2 separate regions of the Mus musculus genome follow, and region 1 is linked to region 2. Evidence: chromatin contacts called from public promoter capture Hi-C data. All regions are on one chromosome and are shown on one strand. Each heading gives the region's core, a stretch centred on a gene start, on an enhancer-like site or on the middle of the called end of the contact. The rest is flanking DNA. Distances are from core to core; before and after follow the strand shown. Region 1 overlaps Gm12974 (predicted gene 12974). Region 2 holds the start of Gpatch3 (G patch domain containing 3).

The links. Promoter capture Hi-C pulls out the DNA fragments that hold promoters and counts their contacts.
Region 1: a contact with region 2 is called in a promoter capture Hi-C map of embryonic stem cells, with 6 times the contacts expected there. The contact joins the enhancer-like site here to the promoter of Gpatch3 in region 2. A contact is called at or near these places in 27 of 39 promoter capture datasets (the 3T3-L1 cell line, 3T3-L1-derived adipocytes, the C10 cell line and 17 more), 2 of 15 datasets of contacts at CTCF or cohesin (the NIH/3T3 cell line and large pre-B cells), 44 of 484 Hi-C or Micro-C datasets (the AML12 cell line, B cells, the C2C12 cell line and 32 more), 38 of 115 datasets of contacts at active chromatin or transcription factors (the 230-238 cell line, the HPC-7 cell line, the NIH/3T3 cell line and 23 more) and 4 of 9 other capture datasets (adipose tissue, liver, macrophages and 1 more).

Annotation. Positions count from the first base shown.
Region 1 is chr4:133,817,739-133,822,411 of GRCm38.p6, forward strand. It overlaps Gm12974 (predicted gene 12974), which reads left to right. Exons shown (of 3, transcript NR_168140.1): 3 at 3,859-4,028. Among named protein-coding and RNA genes, the nearest start is that of Gm12974, 3.6 kb to the left of the region's middle. Within about 2 kb of position 3,318, at least 91 of the 459 cell types and tissues checked have an H3K27ac peak or open chromatin away from gene starts, as enhancers often do. A contact at or near this core is called in B cells, CD8 T cells, the CH12 cell line and 19 more, where this site is marked.
Region 2 is chr4:133,573,307-133,577,916 of GRCm38.p6, forward strand. It overlaps Gpatch3 (G patch domain containing 3), which reads left to right and starts at 1,439. Exons shown (of 7, transcript NM_172876.2): 1 at 1,439-1,904; 2 at 4,601-4,610. The coding sequence starts at 1,454.

The sequences.
Region 1 (4,673 bases), core at 2,068-4,567, 250 kb after region 2:
GTCCGGAGTTCAAATCCCAGCAACCACATGGTGGCTCACAACCATCCGTAACGAGATCTGACTCCCTCTTCTGGTGTGTCTGAAGACAGCTACAGTGTACGTACTTATAATAAATAAATAAATCTTTAAAAAAAAAAAAGTGAATACCAGGACAGATAAGGCTGTTACACGGAGAAACCCTGTCTGGAAAAACAAAAACAACCCCAATCCCCCCCAAAGAAAAAGTCTCATGCTATAGAATTCAGGTTGTCCTTGAACTTACTTGCCTGTTTCCTTCCCCAGTGCTGGTTACTGTAATGGATGCTACTACCATAACCACCTCTACTACCTACGTCTCACCATGTCTGAATTTACCGGAGTGATTATCTGATCTTGTGCTTATAGATTTACTTATTAAATTTTGAGGGCAGGCCTTGCTGTGTACTCCCTGCTGGCTTCAATCACCATGAGAGATAGCCTAGGCAAGCATCCTACCAAATTACATTTGTCTTCAGTCCCCTAAGTTATTTTGCTTTTGGGGGAAAAAAAAAATCAAACAAAAGTAGGCAGGCCTGACTGAGCTGGAGAGATGGCTCAGTAAAAAGCACTTGCAGAGAATAAACATGGTTCTTTTCCCAGCACCCATGGTGGCTCACAACCACTTGTAACTTCAGTTCCAGGGCATCCAGTCCTGGTCCTCTTTGGACACCAGTCATGAACCTGATTCACATACCTATGTGCAGGTACTCATGCATGTACATTAAATAATAGTATTTTTATAATACAAAATATTTTAAAATGTAATATAAAATAATACATAGTAAAAACAAGCAAACAAATGAGAGTATAGATGGTCTCAATAAAGAACTTTTTTGTTTTGCTTTGTTTTGTTTTTTGGTTTTTCAAGACAGGGTTTCTCTGTAGCCCTGGCTGTCCTGGAACTCACTCTGTAGACCAGGCTGGCCTGGAACTCAGAAATCTGCCTGCCTCTGCCTCCCAAGTGCTGGGATTAAAGGCGTGTGTTATCACGCCCGGCAATAAAGAACTTTTAAGATGTTAAAATTGGATCCAGATAGTCCTGAGGTGTCTTCTCTCTACATCATTTTATTGACATTAGCAACAATGTTCTGAATGGTGGCTTTTACTTAGGATATTCTTGTGCACCTAACATTTGTAGAGCATGGATGGAGAGAGAACACAGTTACTAAAGAGTCTGGGTTCTCAAGCACAAGGACGTGTGCTTCATTTTCACAACCCACACGAAACCCCAGATATTGCCAAGTGTGGACAACACCTGGCTTAATTTCATCACTCAGGAAGCAGAGGCAGGTAGATCTATGAAAGTTTGAAGCTAGTGTGATTTATACAGTGAGCCAGGAATACACAATGAGGCACATGTTTTACATTTAAATCTATATTATTATTATTATTATTGTGAGTGTGTACTTGCATGAAGATGCTTGCAGAGTCTTAAGGTCTCTTTTTTTTTTTTTTTTTTTTGGTTTTTCGAGACAGGGTTTCTCGGTGTAGCCCTGGCTGTCCTAGAACTCACTCTGTAGACCAGGTTGGCCTGGAACTCAGAAATCCGCCTGCCTCTGCCTCCCGAGTGCTGGGATTAAAGGCGTGCGCCACCACGCCACGCCCAGCTGAGTCTTTAAGGTCTTAAGAGAGCATCGGATCTGGATCTCCTGGAGCTGAAAGCTGTGGTCTATGTTGTGCTTTGAAAGAGCAGCAAGGCCCAGGCGGTGGTGGCGCACGCCTTCAATCCCAGCACTTGGGAGGCAGAGGCAGGCAGATTTCTGAGTTCGAGGTCAGCCTGATCTACAGAGTGAGTTCCAGGACAGCCAGGACTACACAGAGAAACCCTGTCTCAAAAAAACCAACCAAACAAACAAACAAAGAAAGAGCAGCAAGTGTTCTCGACTGCTGAGCCATCTCTGCATCTCTCTTTATGAGAAAGGGTTTCATGTAGCCCCTTCTAGCCTCAAGCCTGCTATGTAGCTGAACTCTTGACCCTCCTGCCCACACTTTCCAAATGCTAGGATCAGGCATGTACTGCCATGCTCAGAGCCAAGTCTACTGATTCAAGAAGCCCCAGTTCTCCCATCTGTAAGTAGGAGCAATAGCAGCCATTATGGCATACCATCGTTGTGTGGGGATTATTTGATACACTATTTCTTTCCTCCAATACTTAAAAATCAAAACCCAATGCCTTTAAATGCTAGCTAGGCAAGCAAAGTTCTATCTTGACGTTATTTGATATTTTAAATATAGAATATACTTAGCGTATTCTGATCAGAATGTGGATTCATAGGGCATGACAGCATGTTCATGTCTGTGATGTAGACTGCTTTACAGAAATAGTGACTACCACACACCTCCCTTCATCCATTTTAGCTGTTCACTAAAACGGCATTAACTTAGTCCTGGTTATCTTAGAGAAAGAAACCCCTGAAATGGGGCTCTGAGGGTCCCTGCTGCTGAAGCAAGGTAAACCACCTCACTTCGCTCTCCTTCCTGTTTTTTTTTTCTTCATGCTTTAATCATTTTGACACCAGGCTGTACAAAAGTAATTTAAAATTAACATGTCTGACACTTGGAGGCTGGCAGAACCGGATTCTGAACCCTGCCCCCTCTCTGGGGCAGCCAGAACCGGTCTTTCATTGGCTACTGGTCCTGCAGCAGCTGATGGAAAGCCCAGGAAACATATCCAACAATTAATTTGCTAATTTGGTTTTCTGTCTAATTTGAAACCAGAAAGCCTTCAATCACCCAGGAGCCTGGCTCTCTGGCTCCAGCGTTGGCTTCTGAAATGTCCTGTCTTGCAGCTCTCAGAAAAATAAGGAGAGGTTTACCTCGTCAGGTATGTAGCATTAGCCAGTGCTGTCCGTCAGTGGCTTCCTAAAGGATCGTAGTTTACAAGTCAGGTTACCAGAAGAATTGGGAAGAACACATTCAGAAAGTGTTCAGTGTGGTTGCACTGCTTCCTGAACCATGGGGAATTTCCAGACCAATACTGTGCTCAGGATTTAGAAGAGCCAGGGTTTCCTGAGTCTCACACGGGTTCCTAGCTTAGAGGCAAGCGTGGCTCTAAACCATGCTCAGCCACCCTGGGAACCTTCTTGCTGACTTCAGTGGGAAGAGGCACAGAGGACTTGTGTGAGGCTGGGGAAGGTGGCATTGGTGTCGCATGGGAAGCCAGACCTCAGGCAGCCTTCCACAGACCCTCAGAGGCTGGCCTTTCCCCTCTGGAGAGTTCAGCCAAAAGCAAGCGGCAGGTTTCCCTCTCCATTATGCTGCACAGTCCGCCCCTGCTGCCACTTGGAGTCTGCTCAGTGGCTTGACTTACTTCCTGTTTTCCCACCTCGGGCAGGTTGAGTTCCTCTGCCTGACTTCTTAAACCTTATATAATCTGGCTGCACCAATCCCTATTTTGAACTGCTCATTAGTACATATTCAAATTTGGCAAGACGAGTTGTTCTCAGAACATGCTGCTCTGTCTCTGCCTCCGAATCCTTTTCCATTCCCCTGCTGACTTTCTTAGGTGTGCTCCATTCCCGTGCTCTGTTTGCCTCCAGTCAAATCCTGTCTGAACCTCGAGTCCCGCCAGTGTCTTATTTCTTCCTTTTAGATTTCCTTAGCACCAAGTTTTTCTTCCTACCTTCCCTTGGGTAACAATGTACCAAGCTGTTGTTTGTTTTGCTTTGCTTTGTTATTTTGATTTTTTTCAAAGCAGGGTTTCTCTGTGTAGCCCTGGTCCTGGAACTCACTCTGTAGACCAATCTAGTCTGGCCTGGTTAGGGAGTACACCTGTTTCTGCCTCCTGAGTGCTGGGATTGAAAATGTGCTAAAAATTTATTCCTTTATTTTTATTTTTAGATTTAAGAGCACCGACTGCTCTTCCAAAGGTCCTGAGTTCAAATCCCAGCAACCACATGATGGCTCACAGCCATCTGTAATGGGATCTGATGCCATCTTCTGGTGCATCTGAAGACAGCTACAGTGTACTTAGATATAATAATAATAAATAAATCTTAAAAAAAAACAAACCCAAGAAGTCATGTGGTAAGAGTTAGAGAATCCGAGCACACACAGTTGGCACAGGAAACACTCAACTTTGGTATAAACATTGGCATTCAAACTACATGAGTATTTATATCACATCAGCTGGAAGCAGAGTTCAGTGGTCATGTATGCTCAGCAAAAATGAGGCACTGTGTAGGGTAGAGGTGGCGCACACCTTTAATTCCCGCACTCAGGAGGCAGAGGCAGGTGGGTCTATGTAAGTTTGAGACCAGCCTGCTCTAAATATCAAGTTCCAGGGCAGTCAGGACAGTATAAAGAAACTGTGACTCAAAGAAAAGGAGGTGGAGGAAGAAGGGGAGTGGGGGAAGAAGAAGAAGAAAGAGACTCTACCCCTGAATTCCCCCTAGGGAGGATGAAAGGGAAGAGAGGAAGAACTCACTCTTATCACAGGAATGACCTTATCAGAGCATTCCACCACCCAGCCTGCCCCTAAGGCAGTCAGAAGGCAGGCAGGGCAGCCTGTTTCTCCTTCTGTAAGTCGTAGCATCATACAGGTGTGTGTGTGTGTGTGTGTGTGTGTGTGTGTGTGTGTGTGTGTGTGTGTGTGAAAATTCCTGGTCACTGCAGGTGCACGGATAGAGTAGTTAGATAAAACTAACTATAGATAG
Region 2 (4,610 bases), core at 189-2,688:
TTTGGGCAGAGTTGCACTCGCTATGAATTTAAAAATGGATCCAGGGCTGGTGAGATGGCTCAGTGGGTAAGAGCACCCGACTGCTCTTCCGAAGGTCCAAAGTTCAAATCCCAGCAACCACATGGTGGCTCACAACCACCCGTAATGAGATCTGATGCCCTCTTCTGGAGTGTCTGAAGACAGCTACAGTGTACTTACATATAGTAAATAAATAAATCTTTATAAAAAAAAAATGGATCCAGAGGCTCCAACGCCCTCCTCTGGCCTTCCTGAACACTGCACACAATCACAAGAGCTATACTGTTTGTTTGTGAGGGACTCAACGCCTTGTACGGAGGTCGTCCGAAGCTGGCAATATGGTTTTCGCCTATGATCTCTGGGAATAGTTTTCGATGTCTATGCATGTATTTGTACATTTAAAAAAAAATCTTTTTGAGGGCTGGAGAGATGGCTCAGCGGTTAAGAGTACCAACTGCTCTTCTGAAGGTCGGGAGTTCAAATCCCAACAACTGCTTTGCAACCATCCGTAATGAGATCTGATGCCCTCTTCTGGTGTGTCTGAAGACAGCTACAGTGTACTTACATATAATAAATAAATAAATCTAAAACAAACAAACAAAAAAACCAAACCAAACCAAAAAAAATTTTTTTTTCCCTCGAGACTTCTCTGTGTAGCCCTGGCTGTCCTGGAACTCACTCTGTAGACCAGGCTGGCCTCGAACTCAGAAATCCGCCTGCCTCTGTCTCCTGAGTGCTGGGATTAAAGGCGTGAGCCACCACCGCCCGGTTTGTTACAGATAATTTTATGTGCATGAGAATTTTGCCTGCATGTATGTATGTGCAACACGTATGTGCCTCTAGAGGTCAGAAGAGGGTGTCCAATCTCATGAAACGAGTTACGTATGGGAGAGTTCCCTCGTACGTGGGTGCTGGGAATCCAATCCAAGTATTCTGTAAGAGCAGCGAAAGCTCTTAATTGCCGGGGCATCTCTTCATCTCCCCCGTCCCGCGCCCTGAGAAAGGCTCTCTCGACATAGCCCCGTCTCAGTCACTATGTTGACCAGGCTGGTCTTGAACTCACGCACACCTGCTTGCCTCTAACTCTCAAGTGCCGGGTTTAAAGGCGTGAGGCACCACGCCCGGCTGGGTTGGTACTGTAGAGTCCAGTTTTGCATCAGACCTCCGCCACCTCCCGCTCAGCATCCCGGTGCTCTACACTGGTTCCTCCTTAGAGCCTCTCACACGCTGGACCAGCTATCACTGAGCTACAGCCCAGCCCATCGCACGAGTTTTCCATCTTCTGTGGAGCTGGAAACACAGATTCGGCCCAAGAGCAATTAAAACGAAACTTCAAGTACCAAACGGTCACCGATGCCACATTGACCAAACTCCAGCATCCGAGACGTGGTGCTCTCGCGAGAGTGGACGCCAAGCAATCATGTGACAGGCCAAGATGGCGTCGCCCAGGGAGCTGGACGAAGAGTCGCCGGTTTACCTGGTGGTGAGCGGGATCCCTGCCGTGTTACGCTCGGCTCAGTTACGGAGCTACTTTAGCCAGTTCCGGGAACAGCGCGGCGGAGGCTTCCTGTGCTTCCACTACCGGCACCGGCCCGAGAGGGGCCCTCCGCAGGCGAGTCCCGAGGCGGCCCGGGCTGGCCCGGACCCCGCCGCTGAGGATCCGGTTCTCGCCCAGGCTCCGGCCTCCGATGCCCGCGCTGTCCGCGCCCGGGGCTCTGCGGCAGCCCAGACCCGCACCTGCTGCTGCGTCGTCTCGGTGAGGGGAGCGGCGCAAGCCCAGCGGCTGCTTCGCATGTACTCCGGTCGCCGGTGGCTGGACTCTCAGGGGACCTGGCTTCCCGGTCGCTGTCTCATCCGCAGGCTTAGGCTTCCCACCGAGGTTTCAGGTAAGGGGGAGAGAATGGACCGGACGCACGGCCCTTGGAAAAGAGGCGCATTGCCTGGGTGGTTAAGATAGGTTATCACTGTTTAGAGCTTAAGTTAGTTCTGGACAAAGCTACAAGTTTTCAGCCCAATCTGCATGTTTTTACTCAAGGACTTACAAGGCAAAACAGACAAAACAACTGAGATCTGTATAGATAAGTTTCAAATGTATCCCCTCTTAAGGACCATTTCCCTAAGGGTGGTGATTTTTGTACTGACATGATTTCTTAAAAAGGATATTTGGAGCCCGGTGCGCTAAGGCACGCCTTTGATCCCAGCTCTCAGGCGGCAGAGGCAGGAGGATCTCTGAGCGAGCGAATTCCAGGACAGCCAGTGCTACACAGAGGAACCATATCTTGAAATGCACAAAGGAAACTTGGTTTCTTCTAATCTAACCTAGCGACTGGAAGACAGGCTCTGCAGAGGAAAGAGCTGGGGGCAGCAGAGAGGGGCTGGGCACAAGTGTGTCCATTGGGGAAAAGGAAGCCAGGTGTTTTAAAATGCCAGATGGAGAGGTTTAAATAAATTATTTTGAAACAGTTCATCCTAAAGAGTCATTAGCAATAGTGGTGGTATATATGCCTTTAGTTCTAGTGCCTGGGAAGTAGAGGCAGATGGATCTCTGTAGTTCTAGCCTGGCTTGGTCTACAAAGTGAGTTCCAGGACAGCCAAGACTATCTAGCTCTGACCCTGTCTCAAAAGTTAAAAAAATAACATACAAAACAAAAATGAAAAACTGGTATCAGCTCAAAGTTAAACAGTTTCATAGAAAGAGGTGTGTGTGTGTGCGTGTGTGCGTGTGCGCGTGTGCACACACACTCGAGTGCATATGCCGGCTATGGTTTAAGCAGAATCTTTAGGAGCAATGTCTTATCAAGACATACAGCATGAGCTGCCTCTCTATGTGTGTGTCTCTCTCATGTAATCTATGCTGGCCTCAAACTCTATGAAAGTTCCAATGACCTTGAGCCAGGTGTGGTAGTGAACCCCTTTAATCCCAGGAAAAGCAATCAAATTTCTATATTCAAGGCCAGCCTGGTTTACATGTCTAGTTTCAGACCAGACAGGGTCTGCCTCAAAAATAAATAAACAAAAGAAGTAACCTTGGGCTCCTGCCTGTGCCTCCCATGCTGGGATTATAAGTGTATGCCACCATATTTGATCAGCCCATCATTTTCTTATGGACTTCTCAAAACAATCCTTTGCTACCAAGAAAGATTGCTTATCTTGCTACCCGCTCTGAAGACCTGACTTGGATCTCAGGACCCACATAGTGGGAGGAGAAAAGCAACTCCAGCAAGCTATATCCTGGCCTCCATAGGTGCACTGTAATGTGCACACCGCAGTAAAGAAACAAAACGTAGGGGGCTGGTGCGATAGCTCAGCAGGTAAGAGCACTGACTGCTCAAGGTCCAGAGTTCAAATCCCAGCAACCACATGGTGGCTCACAACCATCTGTAATGAGATCTGAAGACAGCTACAGTGTACTTATAAATAAATAAAACCTTTTATTAAAAAAAAAGAAAGAAAGAAACTGTAATAAAAAAAATCAGGGCTGGAGAGATGGCTGAGCACTGGCAGCTCTTCCATAGGACCCAGGTTCAATTCCCAGCAACCACATGGCAGCTCACAACCCTCTGTAACTCCAGTTCCAGCAGATCCAACACACACACACACACACACACACACACACACACACACACACACACACAGAGGCAAAACACCTCTGTGTTTAGTGCACATTAAAAAAATCATTTGTGGGCCTGGTGAGATGGCTCAGTGGGTTAGAGCACCGACTGCTCTTCCGAAGGTCCAGAGTTCAAATCCCAGCAACCACATGGTGGCTCGCAACCATCCATAACGAGATCTGACTCCCTCTTCTGGAGTGTCTGAGGACAGCTACAGTGTACTTACATATAATAAATAAATAAATCTTAAAAATAAAAAAATAAAAAAAGAAAAAAGAAAAACAAAAAAAATCATTTGTGTCTGGAACACCAGATATGCGCAGTATGTGACAGCTCAGGATCAGAATACAGTTGCGTGGTAATGGTTCTATTCTAGTACCAATAAAAGCTGGTCCTCGGGAAGCAAGTATTGAAGATACTTGTGTATTCCTCTGGGAATACACACTCCGAATATGCACAGACAGACCCTGAGTCACATTTACATTTATTTGTCGGGTAGAGGATACACACAACACCAGTGTGGCAGTCAGAGAACAACTTGTATCACGTTTGCCTTGTTAGCCTTTTATTTTTAAAGATTTATTTATTTATTTTAGGTATGTGAGTACATGGTAGCTGTCTTCAGACACACCAGAAGAGGGCATCAGGTCCCATTACAGGTGGTTGTGAGCCACCGTGTGGATGCTGGGATTTGAACTCAGGACCTCTGGAAGAGCAGTCAGTGCTCTTAACCGCTGAGCCATGTCTCCAGCCCCCAAGTCTTTTATTTTTAAAGAAATAAGTCTTACTATGTTTTAGCCTAACTGGCCTCTAATTCACGATCCTCCTGCCTCACTTTCTTGAGTGTGCTGACCTCATAGATACCACCATGTCTGATAGGAAGCAGATTTAAACTGTGATTTACTTCTGGCTCGAATATTGCTAAAAATCATTTAGGGCTTTAACATCCAGTCTTTTCCCTCCTTCCTAAGATCTGGGGTC